Regions from separate parts of the Hordeum vulgare genome. Here region 2 is linked to region 1. A link is a contact called in public Hi-C data. All regions are on one chromosome and are shown on one strand. Each heading gives the region's core, a stretch centred on a gene start, on an enhancer-like site or on the middle of the called end of the contact. The rest is flanking DNA. Distances are from core to core; before and after follow the strand shown.

The links. Hi-C and Micro-C count contacts between places; a contact is called where the count stands out from the background.
Region 2: a Hi-C map of seedling shows a contact between it and region 1, with 5 times the contacts expected there. The contact joins the promoter of LOC123409249 here to the promoter of LOC123409055 in region 1. A contact is called at or near these places in 2 of 6 Hi-C or Micro-C datasets (leaf and seedling).

Annotation. Positions count from the first base shown.
Region 1 is chr1H:37,731,479-37,735,452 of MorexV3_pseudomolecules_assembly, forward strand. LOC123409055 (L-type lectin-domain containing receptor kinase VIII.1-like) reads right to left here and starts at 1,921. Exons shown (of 1, transcript XM_045102074.1): 1 at 1-1,921. The coding sequence starts at 976.
Region 2 is chr1H:38,010,219-38,014,192 of MorexV3_pseudomolecules_assembly, forward strand. It overlaps LOC123409249 (dihydrolipoyl dehydrogenase 1, mitochondrial-like), which reads left to right and starts at 1,642. Exons shown (of 2, transcript XM_045102226.1): 1 at 1,642-2,084; 2 at 3,415-3,974. The coding sequence starts at 1,818. LOC123409150 (hydroxyproline O-galactosyltransferase GALT3) reads left to right here. Exons shown (of 7, transcript XM_045102149.1): 4 at 1-119; 5 at 439-615; 6 at 695-802; 7 at 902-1,376. The coding sequence ends at 1,108.

The sequences.
Region 1 (3,974 bases), core at 671-3,170:
TGGCGTGGATCTCCGTGCTCCCCTGCGTGGACGCGGAGAACCCGACGAAAGCCTGCTCCTTGACATAGCCCGCCAGATCGACGGGCGTGGACAGAACCGGCGCCGCGGGCCGCTTGGCCGAGTAGGACACGAAGACATCCATGGCCTTCCCCGGCGAGTATTCAATCCAGGCGTACACGGTCCGCCCGCTGGTGAGCTCGACCCCGGCCAAGCCCAGATCGGCGGCGGCGGCGGAGACCATGCTGCCGAGATCGACGCCGACGTGGTTCCCGTTGACGTCGCCGAACTCGAGGTCCATGAGCGTGTCGAACTCGACGGCGACGTCGGCGGCGGGGTCGAGCCCGATGAACGCCCCGGCGTCGCCGACGGAGGCGGCGTCGGGGGCGACGACGAAGGCCAGCCCGCCGCCGACGGAGCCCCGGTTGAGCGTGGTGACGGTGAATGCGAAGCTGGTGGAGAATCCCGCGAGGAGGCGCACGGGGGCCGCGTAGAGCGCGCGGCCCGATGCCGAGGTGGGCACCGGCAGGTCCCGCGTGAGGCGGATGGTGTTGTTGTTGAGGTGCGCGTCGCCGAGCAGCTCGAGCGTGGCGAGGGTGAGGGTCGCGTAGTCGAAACGCACCGCGGCGGCGTCAGCGAGGAGGAGGAGGAGGAGGGTGGTGAGCAGGATGAGGGGCGGAGGAGGGGCGGTCGTGGTGAGCGTGGCCATTGCGGGCGGCATTGGAGGTGGCGTGGGGATTGCGAGACATTTACATGGGCTGGAGCGCGGGGGGGAGTGAGCTGAGCTGAGGCCGACCGGGAGAGAGTAGGTGAGGTGGGAGATGAGGCGGGGACACGTGCGCGCGACCTGGGTGGCCGTGGCGTTGTGGCGAGGCAACGGTAGGGTGGAGGAGGAGAGCGGTGCGGTGGCCGCGGGTGGCGGAGTCAGAGTGGTGGGGGGAGCGCGCGCGTGAGCAGCTGAGGCCGAAACCAACACCATTCAGCACCAACAAGCAGCACAGCAGTAGTGCAGTAGGATCATGCGCAGCGATGCGGACGCATTGCTCGGCTTGCCTTCGCCTCTCATCTCTATCCTGTATGCCATATTGTTGTTTTAGCCTGTGGATCTTTTTACCTTGACTCGTGGAAAGTACTCACGGTGCAAGTCCGCACTGACGCCTGCTGTCGCCACAGCTTTAGTGAGGGTGATAATTGCTCATCAGTACCGATCTCCATGCATCACTAGGAACGGAGGGCACTCATGTACTGCTTGATGACAGGAGCGGGCACTGCTTAGACAAGACCAATTTACAACTTACCACAGGTGACGAGTCGACGCAAGTATATGCACAAAACCACAACGTAGTACGTACAGTACAAAAATTGGCAGCAGAACTCTCTCGGATATCGCAACAGGCAGGTTTACATTTTTAACAAAGCATACTTGTTAATGCACAGGCCTGCTCCTGTGACACCAGTACCGAGATAGAAATGATCATGCTTACCATCAGAGGCGGCGATGAAACATCCGCTCCCTTGTTGGCTCGAGTTTATCAATCAACCCGCTGAAGCACGCATGCCACAGCTCTTGGTTCAACTGAGGTTATGCCGGCATGACAACTCCGAAGAAAATACAACTTCTCATGCACCAAGTAAACACTGAAGGGCTCTGTTTATTGACCGCCGCTCCAGAAATAACAATTTATTCTCCATCGAACATCAAGGTAACGAACATCTAGATTACATTTAAAAAAACATCTAGATTAGCGCCTCAAACCCTAAATACAATGATGGTACACGCAAACACCCACATGTATAGTCATCTACTAGGATGGCCTCCCTATTCCCCCTTATGTCCAGTAAAGAAGGTCAAAAAATGTACAAACTGCTCCAGTAGTAACATTAAAGCCTTGATCCCCAGTCAGAAAATTTTCTATACCAACCTAACAGGAATAGGAATACATAAGTGGTGACCTTTAATAATAACTCCCTCCGTCTGAAAATACTTATCATAAGAATGGATGTATCTAGATTAGCGGTGACCTATAATAATAATTTCGGACGAAGGGAGTACATGAACAGGTAAATAAATATATGCATGAAATCATGTTAAATAATCTAGTTCAAAAAACTCCATGAATTCCTGTGCTATTTTACCCTATGGCTTCACCGCTAGATCCTCAATAATACATTAGCATACAAAGAAGAGAGATTCTTGTTACAGTTTTACCACTTAGTCAAATAGCTTTGTCATACAGTCCAAGATTTAAAAAAAATACTGACTGTTTCTTCTGCTAGCCAATCTACCAGCAAAATTTTAAAAATCAAGGGAATAAAAACTAACAGGCTAACATGGAAGTTCAGAAGCAAACCAAAGCATAAAGAATCTTTAGAAGAACATATTTATCCGCTTCATTTTACACAACAAACAAGAATTGGCAGCAAACTTTTGTTCTACTTAGTGCTTTACTTTGGAACTAACAAGAATTAGCAGCAGACTTTGGTTCTACTTCCTCAGTTCCTCAATATAAGTCCTTTTAGAGATTTCATTAGGGGACTACATACGGAGCAAAATAAGTGTATCTACACTCTAAAGTATGTTTATACACCCGTATATAGTATTTTAGTGAAAACTTTTAAAAAACTTATATTTAGAAACGAAGAGAGTACTTATCATGCTTTACTTTGGAGCTTCTGCTTTCTATTTGGACTACGTTGCATGCCATTTTGGATCAGTGAGTGCAAAGGGGACACTGCAGATCAGATCAGTGGGTGCAAAGGGGAGGGCGTAAATAGTTTACCTTTTGTTCTTAGATGATTTGGATCGTACTACTAGTGTGCTCAGGACGAGGAGCGGTCTGTTACTCTGTTGCGAGCTTTTACGGCCGTGGCGTTTTTCCTCGTGCGATGCGGTCCAGGTGCGGGTGCGACGACGCCGACTGCCGCGCCACCCACCGGTCTGCTGTAGCCGTCACGGCGGCGGCGGCGGCGCGACCCATGCCCGTCGACTGCAACGGTAGGAAACGCGGCGCGCGAGCGGGGGCGGGGGGCCGGGGCCGGTGGCCCGTCGTGGACCGGCGAGGTGGTGTGGCGGGCGCACGCTGGCCACGTATGTGCGTGCGTGGATGGGCATGGACTAGATTTCGCGAGGCTGAGCTGGATCGGGCACGTGAACAGCTGGATGGAAAGGATATCCATGCGTCGCCCACGTAAGCAGATGGTTCGGGTTAACCTGGTCTTAAGGGTGTTTTGTTTAAAAAAAATCAAACATGAAGGACTTTTAAAGATTAAAAGTGGGCACTTTGAGACTAAAAGAAAGAAGTTTCTAAGAGAGAGTTTTTTTAGACTTTTTTCAACGGTATCCATGCTTTTAGCATGTCATTTAATAACCTCTAGTCCATTAGTAGATGTAGCATGGTCTTTTAGCATATCATTTAATAACCTCTAGTCTATATTTACTCCTTGGAACCAAACAGGTAGGGACTAGGGACTTTTTAGTTGACACTAAAAAAAGTCGTACGACTTTTAAACCAATATGGCCTAAATACGCACACACTAGTAAATTTAAGAAAAAGTATAAAAATCAGCCGACTGAATTCATTTTATGGAAATCCGCGTCCTGCGCGGAACACGTACTCCGATGGGACCCATGGCTCCCCCTCCACTCGCCCAACATTATCTCTTTCAAGGCAAACGTGTTCCTTCATTTCTTTTTTTCCTTTTTTTCCTTCTCGCCTTGGGAGAGCGAGTGTTGAGGCATAATTTATGCCTAAGTAATTTTGGTGATTGATGACAGTACCATACAGGACTAATCGTGTGTGTCAAGGTTTCAGGCAACATTCGTCAACGGCACAAGACGACACGACTCCTCTCTTCGGGAACGGAAGCACGGCGCTATCCTAGATTCTCTTCATTTGAGTCATAGGAAAGCCGTACTATTAAGAGGGGATCCGTAGTGGAAAGGTTTGGGTGGAATCTATCTTTGCACACGCACACCT
Region 2 (3,974 bases), core at 392-2,891, 280 kb after region 1:
ATCAGGTCAATATGGAATTATGGAGAGAAGCTCAGCTGTACGGTGATATCCAGTTTATGCCATTTGTTGACTACTATACCTTGATCACTCTGAAGACTGTTGCAATTTGTATGTTTGGGGTATGTATTCTCTTTCAGGTTTGCAGCTTATAAGAACTTCATTTTCCTTGCTCTGTAGACCATAACTAGATCTTCAAATACTCCAAAATTACAATGGTTTTTGGAAGACCACGGTTTATTAACTTATGTTATTTACTGGATACAAACACCTTTGTTATGGTTTACTTATTATACATGTTGTATGTGTTAAGTAAACCTGAAATCACCATGGTTTAGCGCCTTCTCAAATTCCAGATATGGGCTATAGCCTGTATCTACTATCTAGCAATATATTCACATCCTGGTAACATAAACTTATATTTTGTCTACAAATTTGCAGACCAAAATTATGCCTGCAAAGTACATCATGAAAACAGATGACGATGCTTTTGTTAGGATTGATGAAGTCATGTCTAGCCTGAAGAAGAGCAACCCCCGTGGTCTTTTGTATGGTCTTATGTCTTTCCAGTCTTCACCACACAGAGACAAGGATAGCAAGTGGTTTATCAGTCCAAAGGTACGGCATGTTTCCAGTTACCCTGCCCTGCACGCAGATATCATTCTTAGGCTGCTTTTCTTACCCCCGAGGAACGCAGGAATGGCCTGTTGAAACATATCCGCCATGGGCTCATGGTCCGGGATACATAATTTCAAGGGACATTGCTAAGTTTGTGGTTCGAGGTCACCTAGAGCGAACGCTTCAGGTTCGAAGATAAACCAACTCGCATCGCAATGCGTTCATAAACTTCTTTCTTGTGTTTACCCATCGACAACTCTCTTGATTTTCCTCGTTGCTGCCTCAGCTATTTAAGCTTGAGGATGTGGCGATGGGAATATGGATCCAGCAATACAAAGAGAGCGGCCAGGAAGTGAACTACGCCAACGACGAGCGCTTCTACAACGAAGGATGCGATTCTGATTACGTGCTCGCCCACTATCAGAGCCCGAGGCTCATGCTGTGCTTGTGGGAGAAGCTCCAGAAGGAATCTCAAGCAGTGTGCTGTGAATAACTTTGGATGGGGCCGTCCGAGCAAGGACGTGGTAGATTAGTTAGTCTTGTTTGTTGTTGTTGTTGTTGTTGTTGTTGTTGTTGTTGTTGTTGTTGTTGTAGTATGCTGTGGGAAGTAGGCGTGTAACAGTTGTAACGATCGGCGATCATCTTTTTTTGGTCTGATCAACGGTTTCGTTTCACGGAAGAGAGAGTGTTGGTCCATGTAAAATACGTCTGTTGTTCTCATACGAGTCTTTGAAAGATATGAAATACTTACAAATTAGAGATCTCGAGCATTCCATATGCTTGTTCCCAGCGACGAAGTTAATGGCAAATAAAACCATGTGCATAACTTCAATTTATAACCTGAGTAGATTTTTCCCTTTCTTTTTGAAATGCCTCTGTTGGAACAGATTGATCGAATGAGAAGCATGTGATTTTCTTTAGTGGTTGTGATAGAGATGTAGAGATAGCAAAATGAATTGACTTGTGGGGGCAGAGCCTCCCCAGGATCCCAGCAGTGGTCTACAAATGCTTGCAGCGGGCAGCGGCATATCCTCTGCAGGATTGGGCGCTGGCTCACAGCCAGCGACTTCCCTCTCGGCCCAACGTACGGCCCGGTAGCACAGAGAACGAAGAAATAGTAACTTTTATTTATCGAGCAGACCACGCCATAGGCGCCTCCCATTTGTTCCTCCTCCTCAGAAAGCGCGCAAGGAGAGGGAGAGATGGCGCTGGCTATCCTGGCGAGGCGGAGGGCGGCGGAGGCCGTGGCGCGGCGGGCGCACGCCCCCGGGGCGGCGGCGCTGTCGGCGTGGAGGGCGTACGCGGCGGCGGCGGCGGCGGAGGAGAGCGACGTCGTGGTGGTCGGCGGCGGCCCGGGCGGGTACGTGGCGGCCATCAAGGCGGCGCAGCTGGGGCTCAAGACCACCTGCATCGAGAAGCGGGGCACCCTCGGCGGGACCTGCCTCAACGTCGGGTGCATCCCCTCCAAGGTGATTCATTGACTGACTGACGACGCCCTCCCCATTTGTTTGTGTGATGCATGGCTATTAGTTAGCCTCTTGTCGTTCCTTGTAGCTCGTGTGGTGTTGCTTTTTCTATTATGAAATTGATGCGAGTTTGGTTGGTTCTCGTTGCCTTGGCGGCCTTGGGTAACAACTAACAAGGCTTATATATATTTGTTATTCCAACTTCTAGTAAGCATCGTCTGAGCAGATTATTTTTGTTTGCTTTATAGCTAACTCTGGTTCCAGTTAGATTTTGCACCCTTATAAATTCTGTATACACGCACTTGCGAGGGCTTCATCTGCAATCAGTTAAACGGGTCTATTTTTTTTTTTTTTTGCCTTGTCAACAGAATTTATAGTAGGAGTACGTCCTAAATGGCGAAGGGTTTTCCACACTTATCCCCCCAAACAGTTGACCAGAACACTGTTCCTGCTGAAACAAAAGCATTAAGTCAAATCTTTATATGTGAGAGTGAAACATCTTTGTACTACTCCCTCCGTCCCAAAATAACTGTCTTAACTTTGTACTAGCTCTAGTATAAAATTATACTAAGCTTAAGACACTTATTTTGGGACGGAGGGAGTACATGTTTATCCTTCCTATATTTCAAATATATGATTTAAGCTATACTACAATACAAGCTAAACTTACTCTTGTTCGACATAAACATCTACACGGTAACTCAACTTCTCATAAGGTAGGAAGATTGGCTAGGAAGTGACGTAGTGGGGATAGATGGAGAAGTTAGATGGGTAGGGATGGCAACTAGCCAACTACTCCCTCCGTTTTTAAATACAAGCCCTATTAAAATCTTTAAAAGGGCTTATATTTAAAAACGGAGGGAGTAGAACGGAAAGAGTTCATTTCTTGCTTCCCTCTTACAATAGGATACATCCCCCATATGAACCTTCTAAGTCGATTACACTGAACAGCAAGTCCAGTTTGTAACAGCTGGAACCATATCCTAACATACAAAGTCAACAACATAATTTGACTCCCAAGACAAAGACTCCTAATTGGATGCAAACTCTAGCATAGTTGGATACACTATTGCAAGGTTGGATATTACTAATATATGTGCACAACATCTTTCTCTACAGGCCTATCATCCGTATAGCTCCTACATAAGGTTTATGTTGTAGCTTAGGATTCTCTTAGCATAAGATTAACAACTTTATCTGGAATCTAAACATTTGATGTATTTCTTCTATGTGAACAAGTACACCTAGAGAATTATCTACGTTGGTGATATATCCTTGCAGATGTGCTTATTGGGAACACTTCTAACTCCCTTCCATGGTTCTGATCCGCCAGGCTCTGTTGCACTCTTCTCATATGTACCATGAAGCAAAGACTTCTTTTGCGCACCATGGAGTGAAAATCTCTAACCTGGAAGTGGATCTCCCAGCCATGATGGCGCAGAAAGACAAGGCTGTGGCCGGATTAACAAAAGGAATCGAAGGCCTCTTTAAGAAGAACAAAGTGACGTATGTCAAAGGCTTTGGGAAACTTACCTCCCCTTCAGAAGTATCGGTTGATTTGGTTGATGGTGGTAACACTGTTGTCAAAGGAAAAAACATAATCATTGCCACTGGATCTGATGTAAAATCACTTCCTGGGATCACAATCGATGAGAAGAAGATTGTTTCATCTACTGGTGCCCTGTGCTTGTCGGGTATCCCAAAGAAAATGGTTGTCATTGGAGCTGGTTACATTGGCCTGGAAATGGGTTCAGTCTGGAATCGTCTTGGGACAGAGGTCACTGTGGTTGAATTTGCTCCGGACATAGTCCCATCAATGGATGGTGAAATCAGGAAGCAGTTCCAACGCATGTTGCAGAAGCAGAAAATGAAGTTTATGCTCAAGACAAAGGT